Regions from separate parts of the Mus musculus genome. Here region 2 is linked to region 1. The links are chromatin contacts, called in public Hi-C maps. All regions are on one chromosome and are shown on one strand. Each heading gives the region's core, a stretch centred on a gene start, on an enhancer-like site or on the middle of the called end of the contact. The rest is flanking DNA. Distances are from core to core; before and after follow the strand shown. Region 1 has its middle 62 kb from the start of Abcb5. Region 2 has its middle 31 kb from the start of Macc1.

What was found. Hi-C and Micro-C count contacts between places; a contact is called where the count stands out from the background.
Region 2: a Hi-C map of uterus shows a contact between it and region 1, with 4 times the contacts expected there. The contact joins two enhancer-like sites. A contact is called at or near these places in 11 of 484 Hi-C or Micro-C datasets (the 63-12 cell line, bone marrow-derived macrophages, cardiomyocytes and 6 more).

What each region holds. Positions count from the first base shown.
Region 1 is chr12:119,026,703-119,029,234 of GRCm38.p6, forward strand. No RefSeq gene overlaps it. Among named protein-coding and RNA genes, the nearest start is that of Abcb5, 62 kb to the left of the region's middle. Within about 2 kb of position 1,264, at least 32 of the 459 cell types and tissues checked have an H3K27ac peak or open chromatin away from gene starts, as enhancers often do. A contact at or near this core is called in the 63-12 cell line and uterus, where this site is marked.
Region 2 is chr12:119,410,977-119,413,508 of GRCm38.p6, forward strand. It overlaps a transcript of Macc1 not described here. Among named protein-coding and RNA genes, the nearest start is that of Macc1, 31 kb to the right of the region's middle. Within about 2 kb of position 1,260, at least 8 of the 459 cell types and tissues checked have an H3K27ac peak or open chromatin away from gene starts, as enhancers often do. A contact at or near this core is called in the 63-12 cell line and uterus, where this site is marked.

The sequences.
Region 1 (2,532 bases), core at 14-2,513:
TACTATAATAATTCCAGTGTTTCCACTTACAATGAAACCTTTTGTGTAACTGTCTCATAAACCTCAGAAGCTTCAATCTGTGTATCTGCATTTGCAGGATGTAGTTTTACCATTTTGGAAGAAGGGAAACCTTTCTTTTTCCTTTGACTTCTCATGTGTGTTTGTTTGAAAGTCTCTTGTTTGAATTACAGCTTGATTAGACATAGCTGACTTTTAATTTTGACCCAGTTAAGGACTCTGAAAACAATTATAGGCACAGATAACAAATATTAATTTTTTATATTAAATTCTAACTCCCAAAACAGCATTTGGGTTCATGGACAAAGAAAAATTCACTGAATCCCTTGATGGAAATTTATATTCAATGCATTATTGGCATTATTATTATTCTGTGACACAGGCAAAGATTTACCATTAGACAAAGGAGAATGGTACCTGAGTATACAGAGGAATAAGCATTATTACACTTTTTGAAAGTTATTCAAGTTAATTGCAAAGGTAGCAGAAAGTTCAGCATCCTCTTTGTTGGATCTTATTATTTTTATATGAGAGTAATATTAAAGGCACTCGATTTAAATTGCTCCTGTCAGCCTTTACTATGCCCACAAACAACCTTCAAACCTTAGCCATGGGTTGTAGTTTTGTTGGTCCCATTTGGCCTTCATGTGCTTCTAATGCCTGATAAGCACCCATGGTGTGAGGCCTACTGTTCTCATTGTGGAGAAGCCCTGAGGACATAAATAAACCACAAATTCATATGACATTCCTTTAGTCAAAGCAAGTCACCAAGCCAAGCCTGAATTAATAGTACAATTAATTCTGTCTCTTGGAAAGCCCAGCAAGGATTGGAAAGTACTCATTCACAGTAATTCAGTCCCTAGCAAGAAACTACCCTATGAATTCTGCTGAGCTTCCATGCAATCCTGTAACATGTACAACATGTCGGCTTATAAATGTCAGACTACAAATATCTCATTTCTAGTGAAAGAACTTTATAAACACAAGATAATTTTGGGACATAGATTTCTTAATTCAAAACGATGCTACATGTCAACTCTGGAAAGTAGGACTCAAAGTGGAGCTGTGGGTTGTTGACCCCTCCTGCTCCTTCAGTGTCTCTGTACTCTTTTCTCTGCCTTCCTGGAAATCCCTGAGAGGATTCTGCAAAGTATATCTTGAAAATCACCAGTGTCTTGCTTCTTGGAGCAGACTCCACAGATGGTAAGAGGTGTTGGGTTACAAAGCGTGCAAAATGTTTGGGTGGGTTGGGAAATGTTAAGCAGAGCTGCAGGAATTCTCGGAAGCTTTAGAGTGTTGATGTTCCTTTAGAACTATTCGGGAATGCAGGTCTCAGAATTCCCAAAGCTTTTCTGAAGCAGCTCACTGTTTTAGATCATATCTTAGAGAAGACTATACTAAACAATGCTTTCTGGTAAAAGTATATATTTTTGTAGAAGTATATATCTGGCGCAGAGACCCAGGACAGGACTACTGTCTGAATTTTTCCTCATTTGGTTAGTTGCATTAGGAGTCTCCTTTTGGTCATGTTCTTGGGCTTCTTCCTATGACCTAGGCATACTTGGGCAATGATGTAAATGCTTTTGTGGGTATTTTAACCTTTGAGAACAATAAGCCTGGTTAATGCCTTTGTTTGGAATCAATGTGAAAGACATTGAGTGACCATGAGTGATTGGTTTCACAAAATGAAGGATTGTGTGAGCTGACCTGAAGTAACTGTGGTCATCGCCCACAGCATTAGCAAGCACTCAGGGATTCCCCTCTGATGCATTTGAAGCTTCATTCATGAAGAAAATTATAGATGTTGAAAACTGTAATTTCCCATAATACACCAAAATACACAAATTACTAATTTTCCCCCCTTTTGGTTCACAAACAAGTGGCTGTTGTTAATCTGTGTAATTTGTGTCCTAGGTTACTTGTTTGCAAAGCTCCCTAGACTGGCTCATATATCATTAGAAGGTAAATTTGAGTCCAGTTCTTATCCAGAGTTTCATAGGAAGGGTACATTCTCAAAAACCTGATGGCATAAGTAGTACAGATCCAAATTCCTGTTTTAGAAATGCGTATTATTAGCACTACATATGGATGGAAGAATATTCATGGAGAAACAGACTCTGGAAGCCTCTCCTTCCTCTTTTCCTCTTAGGTTGCTAACGTTTTGTGAAATATTAACTAACTGCTGTCATATGAGGACAATGACAATTAAGAACCCTGCAGTGAGGTGTGAAAGGGTGAACTCACCTTCACTCCCTTGCACCCAATTCTGTTTTAAGTAGGCCTTGTTTATTTCCCCTTCTACCAGGAGAATTTTCATATTTCATAAAAATAAACTTTTTGAAAGGAGAGCCTTAATTATTTGTATTAGCCATTGTACAGTAATGCTTCTAGTAATGTATCAATGTAATTACAGTAATTACTTCATAATAAACATGCACATATGTAATATATATAAATAAAATATAAAATGAAGTTTTAATTTATACTTAAAATATTAAAAAAGAATTGCTGATG
Region 2 (2,532 bases), core at 10-2,509, 380 kb after region 1:
CTCTTTCTCTGGAGATGGTAAGAGGATAGAGATGTTGGCTTTTTATTTCCTGGCTCCTAATGGTTTTACTTTGATGTTGGTGAGGTAAAAAGGAGAACAGAAAGGCGCCAAACTTCTCTCAGATTCTGAGTTTACCTTCCTAATGATAGTTTGGTTTTTTCCACATTAGACACAACATTACATACAAGAAAGCAGGAAGTGGTATTTTACAGCCAGACATGCCTTGTTAGCTGGGCTATTAAACAGTTCCCTTGGTTTAGCTGTAACTTTTGCAGCATATATCTTATAAATATCAGAAACTAGTTACTGAAAGTGTTCGTATCACTTTCTACTAGCTGTAACAGGCTGTAACTAGATGAGAAATGAGAATTAGAAAGAAGTAAAAGGCAAAGTTGTATCTCATGACTATTACCTCAACCTAACAGTTTTCCCTTCTCCAAAATCCCCTTCCAGTTCTTATCTTTAATATGTGTATTGCATAATTGTAAGTAGACATTATACAGTCTTTCATATAGTTAAGGACTTTGTGACTTCTTTTTAAGATGACCATATGTCCTGAATTAATAACTTACAATGTATTTAATTATTCCTCTGTTGTAGAAATTTGGAATTTTCAGGTTACTTTTCAATCATATATAAAATGTTCTAACAAAAGAGGTCTATAAAAACACAGCTGTCCCTATTCTAAATTATGTTTTTGGAGAAAAGACTGATTACTGAGAATGTCCAAGAGAATTTTATGTTTACTGATGAGTATTCTTTAGGAATAAATTTTATATATGGTCTGAAATTTGTACAGCTTTTGGCTACTTGGTCTCCTTGGAAAAAGAAAAAGAAATTACAAACATTCTAGGTAACCTCCCACCTTGAGGTGACTCCACAGAGAAAAGCCACAGGCTCAGCATTTGCATTGTCACCGAGGCTTCAGGATACCATAATACTTCTACTTCATTAGAAGGAAGTGAGAGTTTGTTACCTTTAAAACTTCTTGAGTTTTCTGCTTTGTAATTTAAATATGTTAGTTAATTCAATCATATTCAGCATAAAGTCTGTTTTAGTATGCATTTTTGATTGTTGGGGGTAGCACATTTCATTATCTTTTATTACTGCATAGCAAAAATACTCCAAAGCTAACAGCTCAAAACAACATCCTTAATGTGTTTCGCAATCTGGTGGCCAAGATCAGAAGGGGGTTGGTCGCCTTGTTCTTCTGCTCACCTCTGATTAAAGCTATCATCTCCATCTTCTTCAGGATGCAAGATGTCTTCACAGTCATGTCTCATATTTCAAGGGAGTGAACAGAAAACACTATTCAGTAGAGACTGGCCTTAAGATCATCTTTATGAGGTGTCTCCTACATGGTGGTCTTAGGACAATGTAGCTTTTTATTTGGCAGATCTTTGGCAGCTGTTTCAAGAAGTTTCAAGAAGCTTTGAGCAGAAGATACAGGAATTTTTAAACCCCTAGATTTGGAAACCTCTGAATCCTTTTGTTATACCTAATATAACATATACAATATAGTATAGTATAATAAACTAATATTCATTTCTTTTTTATATTTATTTTTTCTTTTTATTGGGTATTTATTCCATTTACATTTCCAATGCTATCCCAAAAGTCCCCCACACGCTTCCCCACCCACTCCCCCACCCACCCACTCCCACTTCTTGGCCCTGTCATTCCCCTGTACTGAGGCATATAAAGTTTGCACATCTGGACACAAAGAAAATAAAGGCCATCTGTAACCTAGCACAGGCTGCTAATGTTTTCCTGGATGCTTACAATTTGTATAAGTTCATAACATCATGTACTAGACTTGGAAGACAATAATATGCAAGCAGAATATTTATGTGCTTTCATGGGAATAAGGAAAATAGATCTGGCATCAATTTGTAACTTGTATAAATCTACTATATGCTTTTTTAAAAAGTATAAAAATATTTTTTCAATAATAAACTTAGTGTCACTAGTTTATTGTTGTATTTTACATTGCTTTGTTTTTATCCTGTATTTATGTAGTTCATTTGTCTTTTTTATTAAAATTTTAATTAAATTTATTTTGTATGTGTTAGAGGTGTGTGCACATGCACAGTGCACACATTGAAGTCAGAGGACAACTTTTGAGAGTCAGTTCTCATTTCATTAAATGAGTTTATGGGATAGAATTCATATTTTCAGACTTGGAAGCAAGCACTTTTTGTGCTAAGCCATCTTGTTTTCCAAGGAAATAAAAATAATATATCAAATTTTAAAAATGGTCATTATGAGGGAAAAAAAACCAAAGAAACAAAACCTGTATAAAAGTTACCACTACAGGCAATGTTACATCTTGCCCCAGACATTCACTTCCTTTCTTTGCATTTTTCTGTTTACTATAAGTTTCTGAGATCTCTCCATTTACCCTTCCAAGTTTCTATTGCAGGATTTCAGTTGGATTTTGCCCAGAAGAGGTCCTGGAAAAAAGACTGAGAAAATAAATGTGAGTCAGCTGTTCCCAGCTTCTGACCTCCTTGAGTGTCAGCAAGAAGCTAT